Regions from separate parts of the Mus musculus genome. Here all the other regions are linked to region 2. A link is a contact called in public HiChIP or PLAC-seq and Micro-C data. All regions are on one chromosome and are shown on one strand. Each heading gives the region's core, a stretch centred on a gene start, on an enhancer-like site or on the middle of the called end of the contact. The rest is flanking DNA. Distances are from core to core; before and after follow the strand shown. Region 1 holds the start of Elavl3 (ELAV like RNA binding protein 3). Region 2 holds the start of Kank2 (KN motif and ankyrin repeat domains 2). Region 3 holds the start of Rgl3 (ral guanine nucleotide dissociation stimulator-like 3). Region 4 overlaps Smarca4 (SWI/SNF related, matrix associated, actin dependent regulator of chromatin, subfamily a, member 4). Region 5 holds the start of Carm1 (coactivator-associated arginine methyltransferase 1).

Evidence for each region. A called contact is a pair of places that touch in the nucleus more often than the background predicts. HiChIP or PLAC-seq counts read pairs in DNA pulled down with a chosen protein or histone mark.
Region 1: a contact with region 2 is called in a Micro-C map of embryonic stem cells, with 1.9 times the contacts expected there. The contact joins the promoter of Elavl3 here to the promoter of Kank2 in region 2. A contact is called at or near these places in 1 of 39 promoter capture datasets (stem cell-derived epiblast-like cells), 3 of 484 Hi-C or Micro-C datasets (the G1E-ER4 cell line and embryonic stem cells) and 4 of 115 datasets of contacts at active chromatin or transcription factors (embryonic midbrain and embryonic stem cells).
Region 3: a contact with region 2 is called in an H3K27ac HiChIP or PLAC-seq map of microglia, with 4 times the contacts expected there. The contact joins the promoter of Rgl3 here to the promoter of Kank2 in region 2. A contact is called at or near these places in 2 of 115 datasets of contacts at active chromatin or transcription factors (bone marrow-derived macrophages and microglia) and 3 of 9 other capture datasets (adipose tissue, liver and pancreatic islet).
Region 4: an H3K27ac HiChIP or PLAC-seq map of DN3 thymocytes shows a contact between it and region 2, with 5 times the contacts expected there. The contact joins the enhancer-like site here to the promoter of Kank2 in region 2. A contact is called at or near these places in 8 of 39 promoter capture datasets (the 3T3-L1 cell line, the C10 cell line, embryonic stem cells and 4 more), 4 of 484 Hi-C or Micro-C datasets (bone marrow-derived macrophages, embryonic stem cells, group 2 innate lymphoid cells and 1 more), 16 of 115 datasets of contacts at active chromatin or transcription factors (the 230-238 cell line, DN3 thymocytes, the NIH/3T3 cell line and 10 more) and 4 of 9 other capture datasets (adipose tissue, liver, macrophages and 1 more).
Region 5: a contact with region 2 is called in an H3K4me3 HiChIP or PLAC-seq map of embryonic stem cells, with 8 times the contacts expected there. The contact joins the promoter of Carm1 here to the promoter of Kank2 in region 2. A contact is called at or near these places in 3 of 39 promoter capture datasets (the C10 cell line, fetal liver and stem cell-derived epiblast-like cells), 1 of 15 datasets of contacts at CTCF or cohesin (large pre-B cells), 11 of 484 Hi-C or Micro-C datasets (the HL-1 cell line, brain, cardiomyocytes and 6 more), 11 of 115 datasets of contacts at active chromatin or transcription factors (the 230-238 cell line, the SCID.adh cell line, bone marrow-derived macrophages and 5 more) and 1 of 9 other capture datasets (adipose tissue).

Annotation. Positions count from the first base shown.
Region 1 is chr9:22,050,696-22,053,470 of GRCm38.p6, forward strand. It overlaps Elavl3 (ELAV like RNA binding protein 3), which reads right to left and starts at 1,328. Exons shown (of 7, transcript NM_010487.2): 1 at 895-1,328. The coding sequence starts at 903.
Region 2 is chr9:21,796,941-21,799,837 of GRCm38.p6, forward strand. Kank2 (KN motif and ankyrin repeat domains 2) reads right to left here and starts at 1,606. Exons shown (of 12, transcript NM_145611.4): 1 at 1,542-1,606.
Region 3 is chr9:21,987,970-21,990,903 of GRCm38.p6, forward strand. It overlaps Rgl3 (ral guanine nucleotide dissociation stimulator-like 3), which reads right to left and starts at 1,484. Exons shown (of 19, transcript NM_023622.4): 1 at 1,396-1,484; 2 at 880-990; 3 at 77-306. The coding sequence starts at 1,428. Ccdc151 (coiled-coil domain containing 151) reads right to left here. Exons shown (of 13, transcript NM_029939.3): 11 at 2,833-2,934; 12 at 2,428-2,512; 13 at 1,902-2,275. The coding sequence ends at 2,157. It overlaps Gm36414 (a long non-coding RNA gene), which reads left to right and starts at 1,527. Exons shown (of 2, transcript XR_379185.4): 1 at 1,527-1,670; 2 at 2,617-2,739.
Region 4 is chr9:21,650,990-21,653,787 of GRCm38.p6, forward strand. All of the region lies in intron 13 of Smarca4 (SWI/SNF related, matrix associated, actin dependent regulator of chromatin, subfamily a, member 4), which reads left to right. Among named protein-coding and RNA genes, the nearest start is that of Smarca4, 36 kb to the left of the region's middle. Within about 2 kb of position 1,307, at least 38 of the 459 cell types and tissues checked have an H3K27ac peak or open chromatin away from gene starts, as enhancers often do. A contact at or near this core is called in the 230-238 cell line, DN3 thymocytes, SST interneurons and 2 more, where this site is marked.
Region 5 is chr9:21,545,419-21,548,150 of GRCm38.p6, forward strand. It overlaps Carm1 (coactivator-associated arginine methyltransferase 1), which reads left to right and starts at 1,476. Exons shown (of 16, transcript NM_021531.6): 1 at 1,476-1,812. The coding sequence starts at 1,590.

The DNA of each region.
Region 1 (2,775 bases), core at 78-2,577, 250 kb after region 2:
GCCTGGATGGGCGTGGCACGACAGGGCGTGGCATGTCGGGCGGGGCCGTGAGTTCGGGAGCTGACCAGCTCCGAGGCTGCTGAAAGCAACCGTGCGCCGGCCAGGCGGCCCGATTTGCGGGCGCGTTCAAGGTCACCCTGCGGCCCGGAGCCCTGACCGGGGAGGGCGCGTGCAGCAGGCCCTATGGAGTACTGCTGCAGCCCCGGACGCCCTCACCCGGAGGCAGCGGCCGGGGAACGGGGAGCCCCCCTCCCGCACTACCCCCCCCCCCGCAGCCCCAAGGCCCCGCGCGAGGCTACGGCCCGGCGGAGAAACAAAGGGATCACGGCGGCCGCCGCGAGGCCTCAGGGCGCCCCCTCCTCTTCCCCTCCCCGCTTGCCGCAAGGTCGACGGGGTTCGAGGACGAAGATGCCCGCCTTTCGGGTGCGGCTCGGGCTTAGAGCAGCGCGATCCGACGCCACCCGCCTCTCCATCTCCCCTCCCCCCCAAAAAGCTCTCAGAGAAGGCCGAGTGGCATTACCCGGACCAACAGTGGGAGATCGTGGCCCTTGTCCTCCTGGGCGGCCTGCGGGTCTGGGCCTGGGATGCTGGAAGCATCCTCCGCCGCCGCGGCCCCTCCCCCACAGCCTTCCAGTGAGGAGCCACAAGGACCACCGGGTGGCTGAGGGCACCCTGTACACAGCCTGGCTTTCCAAAGCCTCTCGAACCAGGCTCCACTCCCCAAAACTCCGGATGCAGCTCTGGCCACTCTCAGGCCCGAGGCGCGGTACTACCCCCCCCCCTCCCCTAGGCCTAGCTAGGCCTGGTCCTACCCCCCCACTCCCCGCGTTTCCGTGGAGCCAGCCTCCGCCCCTCCCTCCCGTGTTCGTCTCGCGGCGACAAGGGAGTACCTACAGTGACCATTCTTGTGTGCCCGGCGGGCGCGGTCCGTATCGAGGGCGGCTCCGGGGGTCGTGCACTCCTAGGGGGGCGCCTGGTGCTCACGCCGGGGTCCCGCCCGGGCGTCTGCGTCTGCGGCCGCTGCAGAGGAGGAGATGGAGGCGGCGGCGCCTTCGAAGGCCGGGAACTGACCCGAGCCTGGGGATGCGCGCTTCGACGGCCAGACCCCCAGCGGCAGGTGGATGGAGGGAGCGGGCACGCAGTGGAGGGTGCCCGGAGCGCGGCCCCGCCGGGCCTGAAGAAGTCGCTCTTTCTGTGACTGAGATCTCGGCAGCTCTGCCTTCTGCGGCGGGCCCTCAGTTCGGCCTGTCCCGTGCCGGGTGATGGGTCCTCTCCTCTCGCCCGCCCTCCCTCCCTCCCACCGGCCCGCGCTGCGCGCTCCGCGCTCTGGGTCGCACTGCCGCCGCCCCCAGCCCTTTATAGAGGCAGCTGCCAGCGCCGGCGTCGCTCATTGGCTGAGACGGTGGGTCTCCGCCTCCTCCCGGCTCCCGACGGCGCGGCAGGTGGAAGCGAGTGCGGGCCTAGACTCTGCGTGCCAAAAGAGAATAGGATGAGGCATCAGATCTTGGCTCTTTCTTGCCTGCGGACTCTGACTCTAGTCTTGACACCACTCTCGAGTATTACTTTAGCTTTGCCGACAAATTGGGTTCCCCTCTTCAGTCCAGCATCTAACTCTGAAGGGGTAAAAAACAGCCTTTGGTGACCCAAACACAACCAGGGGTGCATGGGTGATGTCTGGGAGGGCTGGGAAAGGGCAAACACTCAGACCCAGACCCGTTCTGCTAGATCCGAAGTGAACAGTTTTTGTTTCCACATGGCCTCTGGTGATATTAGAATACTAGGTGTGGTGAGCCAGGAAGGTAGTTTGAGTCTAGCATGGGCTACACAGCACTTTATGCTGATCTGGGCTACATAGCAAACTTCAGGCTGTTGCGTGCTGCTTAGGAGACCCTGGGTTTTTTTTTTTTTAATTAAAGAACAAAGAAAAGAAAATCTAAACAAACAAACAACAACAACAACAAAAAAACCCAAACCAAACCAACCAACCAACCAAACATAAAACAAAAGTAAGGTGAGCACGATGTAAGGCTAACTTTAGAAGATAGTCAGAGTGATCAAGAGTTCAAAGCCAGCCTGGGTTACATAAGACCGGTTCTCAAAAATAAATAAAATAAAATAAAACAAAACAGAAGGCTGCAGGAAGCTGGAAAGATAGCTCAGCAAGAAAAGGTTCTTGCCATACAGGCCTGGAAATCTGATGTTTGTTTGTTTGTTTTTTGAGACAGGGTTCCTCGGTGTAGCACTGACTGTCCTGGAACGTCCTTGATAGGTCAGAGTGGCCTCCAGCTCAGGTATCCATCTGCCTCTCCCAGGTGTTGGAATGAAAGATATTTGCCACCATGCTAGGTAGCGACCTGAAGTGTGATCCCCTGAACCCATGTAAAGAAAGAAAGAGAGAATCAACTCTACATGGTACACACACACACACACACACACACACACACACACACACACACACGCACATGCACACACACTAATAGTAATAAATTAAAAAAAAATGGGTTGAGGATTGGTTCAGTTACTAGCCCATGAAACCCCAGATCCGATCCCTAGCACCACATAAACAAGCCTGGAATCACAACACTGGGGGTGCTGAGGCAAAAGGGTCAGAATCTTAAAGTCAGGGTCAGTTATGTAGTGAATTCCAGGCCAGCCTAGGCTACATAGACCTTGTAGCAAAATGAACAAAAAACAAAGAAGAACAGCAACAGAAAAAAGAAAGAAAGGAAAAGTGGTGGCGAGGGAAATGATTGAGCGTTTAGGGTGGTCTTTATC
Region 2 (2,897 bases), core at 356-2,855:
AGCTGCTTTGCTGCAGACACCTCCACCCATCTCACCCTCCAGAGCAGGCCACTCTAGGCTGTAGATGTTGGGACAGTGGGTGCCTGGGAGGGTGGATCAGATGGGGCGCCTGCTGGGCATGAAGGCAGGCCTCGGATGGTCCTTCCCTCTGGCTTAGTTCCCCTCCATAGCTCTGTCCCTCCAGTTTGTGTCTCCTCACGTCTCTGCCCTCACTTTGCTGGCATGAACACCTGAAATGCAGTTACCAGTTGTAGATAAAATTGGCTCTGCATCTGCCTGGAGCCTCAGAACCTCCAAGGACAGGAAGTTAGTCCAAAATATTTTCTGAGGACTTAAGAGAGACACAGAAGTAGGGAGCAGAATTGGGGTAGCCTGGGCTAGGGGCACTGAGGTGGAATGAATAATGAATAATTACCACACCGTTTTGTTTGGTTATTTAAGGCAGTTTCCTGTAGCCCAGGCTGGCCTCAAACTCACTATGTGGCTGGGGATGACCCTGAAATCCTGATCCTCCAGCCTGCACCTCATAAGTGCTGGCGTGGCTGGCTACACCACACCACACCATACATTCTGGGGTGGAACCCCCGGTTTCATACATGCTAGGCCCACGTTCTCCATCCCCAGCCATGCTTATGTTTTTGGAAAAAGATCTTGCAAGCTGAGTGTAGCCTCACATGCCTTTAATCCCAGCACTTGGGAGGCGGAGGCAGGCAGATCTCTGACTTGAACCTAAAACGGGGCAGATTCGCCCAAAGCACCCCTAGACCCTATACATCTTACTCTCCAGATGGAGCGATGGAGGTCTACGGGTCTCGTTATCTAACCTCAGGCTGGTAACTCCGTGGCGGGAGTCGGAGGAGGCCCCTCTCTCCACAAGATCCCGGGATGAGAGAGGCGGAAGGAGGCTGGAAGAATCAACAGGTGGGAGTTTCCAGGAAAGGGCCACAGGGTCTCCCCAGAGTGCACCCCCCCCCACCACCAGCCTGGGTGAATCTGGGATCTGGGGGTTTTCCTGCCGCGCTCCCTCCGCCCCTAAAGTTGGGGGTGAGGAGGACCCCGCCCCGGGCGGGGAGGGGGCGGGGCCTGCGGGGTCCCAGTCTAATGGCAAACATCTGCTGATCCCCACACCCGCCCAGCAGCCAGGCCCAGCCCGGCCGGACGCCCGGATGCCTTCCCGCCGCTGAGGGGCCTGGTCCGGCCACCCGGAGCTGCGAGAGCGGGGACCTGGGAAGGTTAGGGGACAGAGCTAGACGAGAGTGGCGGAGCAGAGGAAGAGAGGCAGGGAATGATAAAGGCATAGAGGTGGGCTAGGGGCAAGGGAAGCAGGGCCCAGGTCAGGGCTGGGGAGGGGAGAGGAGCGCGGGGACCCAGACGCTCCGGTTTGCAAAGTTTGGGCGCAGATGTTAAGACTTGAGAGGGACCAGCTAAGAGAGAGTGTGCGAGCTTGTAGCCTCGGGTTGGAGGTGGGTTAGAAATCCTGATAGTGCCCCTAGAGTAGCCCGGACCCCACGCCACCCCGATCAGCCCTCCGTCCCACTCGCCTGGCACGCTCGAGCCTCCGCCGTCCCAGGCGTCCTGCCCGCTCCGCCTCAGTCGCCGCAAGCTTGCGGAGCCAGCGCGGTAGCCACGCCCCCACCAGAAAGCCACGCCCCTCCAGTCTCCCGGGCGCCTCGGCCGCGGGGCCTGGGGGCGAAGTTGAAGGGTGGTCGTGGGGGTGCACGCGCTCTCGCTGCGGCCTGAGCACGTCCTAGGGTCTCAGTCGGCTCCTGGCCACCAGCCCTCCGGACAGGGTCCCCGCTTCTCCAAGCCTGGTGCCCGCCCTTCGCAGCTGGACGCTGCAGGGGGCGGAGCTGGCCGCAGCCCAGCTCGAGGGCGGGTGCGGTAGCGGCGACTGGAGGTCACCCCTCCCCCGTTGGCCGCCAGCAGCTGGAAGTCTTCCAGCTGCAGGCCGGGTGCACCATGGCGTGACCGCCGACCCAAACTCTAAGATTGCAGCACCCACACCCCAATCTCCTGAAATTGAAGTTGTGCCTCAGTTTCCCCATCAGCAAAATGGGGTCAATCACATGACCCATCTGTTAAGTGTGTTCAGAAAATTCCCTTCATACTACTCTTGGGCTGACACAAATCACAGGGCGTGGTTTATTGATTTTGTGAGGTTGGGGATGGACCCCAGGACTCTGAATGCTAATCACTCTGCCTCTAAACTACACCCTAGTCCAGAGATGAACTTCTGTTTGCACTGGACTTTCTGAAGCCACTCTCACAGCGGGACTGCACACCTGTAGTCCCAGCACATGAAAGATGTGGAGCCAGGGCGATCAAGTACTAGAGAGGTCACCTTCTACTCCAGTAATTCTGAGCCAGGAGAGACTGTCTCAAAATAAACAAACTAAAGACAAAACAACAGGAAAGAAAGAAAGGAAGAAAGAAAGAAAGAGAGAGGAAGGGAAGGGGAGGAAAGAGGAAAAATATAGCTTCCTGGAAGCCTCTGCTTAGCACACGTGACAGGTGGATGTCTCAGTGGGTAAACTGCCTGCCGGTGTGAACTAGGATCTGAGTTCGAACTCCAGCATCTACATAAGAGTTGGGCCCACAAGTTTACCTGTAAGCCGAATTCTGGGGGCTGGGCAGATCTCTATGGCTGGGGCTTACCAGCCAGTGAACCTAGCTGCATCTATGAACTCCAGGTTCAATGAGACCTGTCTCAAAAAATAAGTGGATGACCAAGGGGAGGCTCGTCAGATGTCAAGACGAAGGTGCCTGCTGCAAGCCTGAAAGCTCAATGCCTGCGATCTATACAGTGGAAGGGGAGAACTGAGTTCTGCAAACTGTCCTCTGACTCCACATGTGTGTCATGGCACCCATGCACCCACAAACATACAGACAGACAGAAA
Region 3 (2,934 bases), core at 234-2,733, 190 kb after region 2:
TGAGGTGTATGTGTGTGTGCGCAGGTAGATGGGGTTCTGGGGATGGGGACATGCGGGTCTCCTGAAAATGACTGACCCAGCAGGAGGTGGTGGCGGCGGCGGTGGCGGGGGTAGCAGAAAACCCAAAACGCGGGCTGTGGGTACAAAGGCCCGGTGGGTGGCCAGGAAGGCAGGCACGAAGCCAGGATCCTGCTCGCGGTCTCCGGACACCAACTCATGCACCAGCCGCTCCAGTCGGGCGGCCCTCAGCGCCCGCACCTTGCTGGTTCGGTAATGAAGGAAGGTGTCGGTAGCCGGGATGGGGGTCTGCGGGGGAGTGGGGCAGTGAATGAAATAAGGTGAGGAGCGTTCCAAGCACCTTGTTTCCAATTATACCCATCTCTGGCACTTTTTTTGGGGGGGTGTGACTGTGTCCTTTTCTGAAACTCCGAGACTCCCTAAATATACACCAATCATGCAATGCTCACATCAACCCCGCAGGACACCCCACTACTCTAGCACTTCCCTCTGTGCCCTCCTCACCCCGCCACCCCAGGCTTCAGGCAGTTTTGCAGCCAAGCTTCACTGGCCAAGCCTGAGTCCCACCCATCACCACCTGGCCGCTCCTCCGTTCTGCTTTCCTGCACCCTGCCGGTCAGTTTCGCCTTTGGGGGGAGCGCTATCACCTGGCCCCACCCCGTTTCCTGGATTCAAACCAAGTCACCTGGCCGCCCCCAGGCCCTTTCCACACACCTGGTCGCCTCTTAGCTCCGCCCTTCCTCCTGGCCCCGTAGTTCTAGGGAGGCTCACCCTCAGCTCTCCAGCTTCCCCCTCTCCTCCCAACTCCCAGGCCCCTGAGCTGAGTCCGCCCTCACTTGCTCGCCTCAGTCCCTTCCTCACCTGGCCTTCTCCAGACCTCTCTGGGGTCGAGCGCTGGCTGCGCTGCCGCCGCAGGGAGACGCTGTACACGGCGCCATCCTCGGTCTCCTCGCCCCAGTCCTGCAGCGGCGCCTGGATGTGGAGGCGGGCTCAGGGAAGTCCCTCCGGCTTCAGCCCCCTGCCTTTATGTTTGGCCCACTTTCCCGAACAGAGTATTCAAGACTCGGGGTGGGATCCCAGGTCTTCGCCACGGATACCCTTCTCCCAGGTCTTGAGTGGATGGAGTATCATTTGGGGATATCCCAGAGTCCAATGTCACAAAGAATCTGTCACCTCCTCCTGAGATTCCTCAGACCCCCGTCCCCATCCCCCAAACTAGCCGCTTCACGGGGTCAGGAACTCTGAATCCCCAAATGGGGACTCCAAGGCACATCCATTTTGCAGAAAGATTAGAAAACGAGGGGCGGTCGCCTGGAGTTTCTGAATCTGGGGGTACACTAGGGACGTGGGGTCCGAGGATCCCCAGCTTCCTCTTACCAGGGCCAGCTCTTTGCCCGCTGTCCTCTCCATGGCCCCGGTGCCCGTCCTGCTCCCTGGCGCCGCTGAGTGAAGCGGAAGGGCCAGCGGGCAGTGGGGCGGGGCAGCCGAGCGTCCAGTCGTGGGGCGGGGCTGGGCAAGGCGGTCCCACAATTCCAGAGGTCCCCAGCCGGACCCCATCCCCGCACCCAGGCTAGCCTAGAAGTCCCGTTCCTTCCCAGAAGTGCGGGTCAATCTGTCACTCAGACATATGGGTGCAGGGGACACGACAACAGGTCTGTGTCCCTGGGAGGGAAGTGCTTTATACTAGGTTGGGGTTGATCAATCCCAGGTGTCGAGGGTGTCTCCTATGTCTGGAGGAGAAGGAGGGCACACTGAATCTGTACCATAGGTGATGGAAGCCATGCCATCTCAGGCTAGAAGCCGCGAAGTGTCTGTGGCCCTGCATTTTGTGGGGGCAGCCTTTTGGGGGCGGTGCAGGGTCAAAAAGAGGTGAATACCCAGGGGGTTGTTCAGTGACCTTTATTGCGCGATTCCGAGGCGGGCACCAACCCGCCTCGAGAGATTTACTGTGGGAACTTCTGGCTCGGCCTTTTCTCTCCTCCGGGCGCTGCTGGCCTGCGGTGCTCCCTGCTTGAGCTTCCTCCAAGCCCTTGAAGGAGCCTCCGGGGCTCCCAGACACACACCACCCGTAGGTGGACCCAGAGGGTCGGAGGGCTCCCTAGAGTCCCGGAGGCATCCGATAGGACTTGACTGCGAGTCTAAGATCTGCGCAACCTATTGCGCTTCTTGCTGCGGGCTTCGATTAACTTCTGGGAACGGAGCTTGAAGGCAGCGCGGGTCACCACATCACGGTCATCATCCTCACTCTCCTCTTCATCTACAGAGAGAGGCAGGGGTGGGTGATGGGGAGGGTGAGGGACCGTTTCTTTTTCCCTTCCCAGCCTTCGCCACACCATGCACCTCCTCCTTGGCCTTGACTTAAGGCCACCTCGCGCCCCTCCCATTCATCCCCCTTTGGCCCACACTGACCAAAGAACTTGTCCTTGACACTGGCGACGGGCAGAAGGATGCGGGTGTTGTATAGGGGCAGCTTTCCTTCTAGCGTGGCCAGGAACTGCGGGGGGGGGGGGTAGGGGGAGGCCGGAGAGAGATGTGGGATGGCAGTGAGGCTCTGTTCCACCTCCGTGCACCTTACATTGAGTTTCTACCGGATTCTAGGTGGAGATCACTGCCCACCCTTCGCTGCCTGGTTTCGGAGGCCCTGCCACCTGAGATCCACCCAGTCCAGGCTTCGCTACTCTGGTTATGAAGCTCACGCCCATTCAGCACCTGTTTCCTATGTCAGTCTGCTCTCTGATTTTCGACCCTCCCTCCCCCACCCCCACCCCCACCCCCTGCCTTGGTCCCCACTGGCCGCGGAGGATGTGTGTGAACCTCTCGGTCTGCTATGTGTCGCAGCAACTCAGGCACGTCCTGGCTCTCCAGTTGGTCCTGCAGTTTCAGCAGCTTTTCCTGGACAACTACCAGCAGATTGTA
Region 4 (2,798 bases), core at 57-2,556, 150 kb before region 2:
ATCATGTATATGATGCCTATGAGTGAGACTAGGCCTGTATGCTATGTGCATGTGGAGATGGGAGAACTTCTCCCAGGAGTCAGATCTAGATCTCTTACTGTAGGCTCCAGAAATCATACTCGGGCTATAGGATAATGTAGCATTTGCAATACCACTGTGCTTTTGGTTATTAATTTGTTTTCTTTCTGAATTTTCCTTCTTTTCTCTGTGCATGAATATATACAGAGGTGAGCATTTGAGGCGGTTTTGCTCTGTTTTCCAGGCTGCCTTGACCACATGGTGATTCTCCAACCAGAAGTGTGGCTTTATCCTCCCCCCTTCTTTTCTCTTTTCTCTTTCTTTCTCTTTCTCTTTCTCTTTCTCTTTTTCTTTCTCTCTCTCCCCTCCCCTCCTCTCCCCTCCCCTCCCCTCCCCTTTCCTTTCCCATGTACAGCCTTTTTTATTAAAATGATTTTTGTTGTGTTTGGTTTGGTGTGCTGGGTTTTGTTTTTAAGTTTACTGTAACCTTTTCTGTAAATGTTTGTTGGAGCTGTGTATTTATTTAATAATTTCTTTGTAATCATACAGATACAGTAGGCATCTTACTCCATTTCATAATTTTAAGTTGGTTTTGTTTGCTTGTTTGTTTTTCAAGACAGGGTTTCTCTCTGTAGCCCTAGCTGTTCTCACTCTGTAGATCATGTCTTGAACTCAGATCTATCTGCCTCTGTCTCTTAAGTGCTAGGATTAAAGATGTATACCACCATTGCCAGCTAAGTTGGATTTTTGAGATAGGGACCTAATGGTTCAGCCACAGGGAATATGACACTCCCAGTGATTATGAACCCATGATCCTCCTGCCTCAACTTCCTGAGTGCTGAGATTGAGCACAGTATTCTTGAAATTAAAGCATTATTCACTCTGAACCCTTTGGAAGATGTTCGTATAGAAGTAGTAAGTGAAAGTGTTTTCATAGCAGTTTACATTCATGGGCATATGTGCCATTTCTGATGCTCTTGTGGGGTTCTCCAAGAATGTGTTTTATTGTGTGTCTGAATGTATGCATGTATGTGCATGCAGAGTCCTGAAGAGGGTATCAGATTCCTGGAGTTGCAGGTTTTTGCCGTGACTAGCTCTCATGAGTGTGTAGTAGGCACTCTTAGCCTTAGAGCCATCACTGTAGTCTCTTCAGGTGATGTTTCCCTCCAGGGATTTAAATTATCCAGTAGCATGTCTTTGGTTTTGTGTGTTGTGTGGTAATGGTTGGTTGGTTGGTTGGTTGGTTCTTTTTCACAGTTTTGCTGGGGATTGGCCCTAGGTCTTTATACAGACAGGCAGGTGCTCTACCGCTGAACCACACCCCAGCCTTCTTAGAAAAATTTCACAGTGTCTGTCTGCCCGCAACAGGTGCTCTTCAGTCTCTTTTTCTAGGGTACTTTTGTATTTTGGGAGAGCAGTTTAGTTGAATGTGTCAGTCTTGGTTGATTGTTCCCCTCTCCTCTTTCGGCAGTTTGAACATGTGATTCTAACCATAGTGGTTTGTTTTGTTTCTCTGTATGCTTGGTTGTCTCTCTTCAGGCATGAGTGCAGGTGCCTGCAGAAGCCAACAGCGGATAGCTCATCCCCTGGAGCTGAGGCTATGGGCCCTTGTGAGCTGCTTGGCATGGGGGCTGGGAAGCGGACTTGGTGTTTCTGCAAGGGCCGGAGTATATGTTCTTACCTACTAAGGAATTTTTGCAGCTTCCTTGTTGGCCGATTGTTCCAGATGAGATTTCAGCCACCTATTACCACATCCTTTGTTACCTGATAGTTTAGTTTGTCTCTTTTGCCTTGTAGATTATCTGTCTATTTTTTTAGTAGAATCCACCCAAAGTTGTCTTGATATTTATCCTTCTTGCTGTGTGTCCACCTTGTCTGTGAATTATTTTCGTTTTTGTCAGAGTAGGAAGTGGATAGATAATCTGGTTGTGCTTTGTGGTTCCTTGTTCATTGACTTGAGCAGACGCCCAGCTCCTCAATGGCTCTGTACACACTATAGATACTCCTGCTTGGAATAGCTCTGACAGATGTGGAGAGGCAGGAACAGCTGAGTTCCTTTTTTTTTACTTATATATTTAGCTCTTTGGTTGTTTTTTGTTTTAGATAGGATCTCTCTATGTAGCCCTGGCTGGCTTAAAACTGGGTATTTAGACCAGACTGTCCTCAAACTCAGAGATCTCCCAGTTAGCTCTTTCGAAGGATTATGACGCCTCCCCGTCCAGGACTATAGCTGTCATAGGATTCTTTGTTGCTGCAGTAAACACCAGGATCTAAAGCAAGTTGGGGAGGAAAGGGTTTATTTGATCTTCCAACTCCCAGACCACAACCCATCACTGAGGAAATTAAGGGTGGGAGCTCAGGAGGGCTGAAGCAAGACCACAGAAGATTCCTGTTTACTGGCTTGCTTCCAGGCTCATGTTCAGAGCCACCAAATGCCACCTGTCCTCGGTGTCATGACCAGTGGCTGAGCCTTCCCACATCAATCAGTAATCAAGAAAACCACCCCACAGACATGGCCACAGGCCAGTCTTATATCCCCCAGTTGATATCTTTTCCCACCACGACTCTAGTTGTTGTCAGGTGTCCCAAGCTAACCAGCACAGTGGCAGATGTCTAAGGGACAGCATTCCTGAGTTCATTCTAGGAACTCTTGTTTTCCTCACTGTGGGTACTGCTACTTTTGACTTACCTCCTAGTTCAATTTCTGGTTCCCTATAAAAGACCCTATTTCTCTGCCACTTATGAGTGATGGGTCCTAAAATAATGTGGCAGAAATTATA
Region 5 (2,732 bases), core at 226-2,725, 250 kb before region 2:
GCCTGGAACTCAAGGACTGCCAGCCTCTGCCTCCTGAGCATCGGGATTAAAGGTGTGTGCCACCACTGCCCAGCAGAGTGCGTTTTTACTCTTCACTTTGTGGGTCCTGGCTGCCTGAGATTGTGTGCTTGCACCATTAGATGGGAGGGATGACTTGGGAAAGGGTTGAGTCTTTTGTGAGTCTTGCGGAGGCCCAGGAGGGGGTACGTAAATTAGAGTTCTAAGAGGCCCAGCAAAAGTGAACAAGTGACTGGCCACTGTGAGTTCACTGGGGGACCTGAGAGTTAACTAGTGAAAAGGAGAGGTCCTAGTGGAGAAGCTAAAGAATTAAAGTTACTGCCTTGAAGTTCTTTGTGAAGGCCAAGCTCTGGAGCGCGGCTTGAAAAGCCTTTATCCCAGAGCAGCATGGGAAGGGGCCCCAGCTGGGTGCGAGCCTGCAAACCAGAGCACACCTATCACAGGGCCTTTTCTTACCAGTGGGACGGGATCAAGGCGGAGCTTACCTGGGAACGTACAGGGCGGAACCTTAACTTGGGGGCGTGGCCGAATCACCTGGGTTTGGAAACGGTTCTTGTCTTTCCTCAAGCTCAGGAGAGGTTGTTTGCAGGACACTGGCCCGGAGGGGCCCGAACTCTCCGAGGGAGGGTTTCGTGGATCAGAACACCGTCCCTTGACAAAAAGATGCAGAGCACCGTCTGCATTCTGCTAGTAACCGTCCCTCCTGGGGGCGGAGCCAGCCCTCCTCCGGGTGTATAAAGTAGCTGAGCGCCTCCTTCTGACAAACGCCTCACCCCCAAGAGTACTGGGGGAGTACGCAGCACGCCAGCCTAGGGGCGGAGCTCAGCCCTGGAGGAGGCGTTTCTTCTTAGTTCTCCGACTCACGCCTCTCCACTTTTCTTGAGCTATGCTCACAGTGGCACAAAGCATGGTGGTTCGCTCGCTGCCGGCCTGTGGGTGGGTCTGGCCCCAGAGGCGTGTCCGAGCGGCCAAGCATTGCCTCCTGAAACGCCCTGTGGTACAAAGGGCTGTGGATCACCGTGGATCACCGGTCGCCGGCCCGGAGCGGGGGGTGGGGCCGCCTGATCATTCCGGGGGCGTGCCGGGAAGGCTAAGCACCGCCTCCCGACGCATGCCCTGCCCATCTCTCCAGAGCTGTGCGCGGTGGCACAAAGCGCCTCGGTTCGCACAACGCTGCCTCGGGGCGGGGCTTAGCATCCCTGGGGGCGTGTCATACTGCGGGGCACCGCCTCCCAACGTAGGCGCCTTCACCCGGCCTGCCCGGGAGGCTCAGCCACCTCACAAAGCAGCGACCGTTCCCGCGGGGTGGGGCCGGCCCCACCCCCGTCGTGCTTGCGCTCGCCCGGCTCCCTCAGGCGCCAGGAGGGGGCGCTGCGCCACCGAGCCGGCCCGTGGCGGCGGCGGCGGCGGCGAGGCGTCGCGTGGCCGGCAGGCGGCGCGCTGCCAGCCTCGGCCTCGGCCTCGGCCTGCGCGGCGGCGGCAGCGGCGGCGGCGGCGGCGGCGGCGGCCTGGGCCCGGGTGCGGCGGTGGCGGTGGCCGTGGTGGCAGCGGGGCCTGGAGCCGGACCTAAGATGGCAGCGGCGGCAGCGACGGCGGTGGGGCCGGGTGCGGGGAGCGCTGGGGTGGCGGGCCCGGGCGGCGCGGGGCCCTGCGCTACAGTGTCTGTGTTCCCGGGCGCCCGCCTCCTCACTATCGGCGACGCGAACGGCGAGATCCAGCGGCACGCGGAGCAGCAGGCGCTGCGCCTTGAGGTGCGCGCCGGACCAGACGCGGCGGGCATCGCCCTCTACAGCCGTGAGTGCTGGGGACACCCTGGGGACGGCGGCGCACGAGGCCGGCGGCGCGGGCGCCCGGGGAGGGGGCAGGCGGCGGAGGGTTGGGGGGGGGGGGGGACTCGGGCCGAGCTTGTACACGCGGCTCCTGCTGCCCGCGGGCGAGATAGCAGAGAGGGTGTGCGTGGGGACCTTGGAGCCCGAAGAGGGGCGCGGGAAATAAGAGTCGCGGGCCTGAGATTTGCAGCGGGTGGGGTAGGGGGGCGCGTGGCAGGAAGTGGGGCCCCGAGGATTCTGGGGGGATTGTAGAGGGGACTGGAGAGAGGGAGTGATTGGGAGGGCTCTTGAGCGGGTGTGGTTTGTGGATCTCATCTCAGGGGACATCCTCCTCACACACGGACATTTGAAAAGTGGTTTTCAGTGTGTAACACCGGGAAGACTGGGTGCCGCCCTTGTGGAGGACTTGGGATTCGGGATCCCCCACCCACACACCCACCAGGGTGGGTAAACTTTGGGACTTAGGACAGAGCCCTTCCTGATAGAGATTCCCAAGCCCATCCCCCATGGAAACGTGGAAGAGGGGAAGGCCGGCTGGCTGATGGCCGGCTTTAGAAGTCAAGAGGTAACAAGCCACCTCCCTCGCCACGCGCCTCCTGTCTTTTTTAAGAACGTGAGAAGCTGGTGACATTATCAGAAGCTGCTTCAAAAACTGACATTTCAGTGGGGAAAACAAGGGGGGGGATCACTAGTGTGTTTTCGAAGTGCACCCCCCCCCCCAGCTTTGTAGTTCCACCTTTCATTCTTCCTTGCTCTTGCTACTCTTTCTTCTGACGGATTCCTCAGATGGATTTGCTCTTGTGTTTCACTGGTCTTTGTCTCCCAGGATTTCGTTCACTGATGCTCTTAAGGGGCCACCAAGGAAGATGGGATCGATTTTAACCT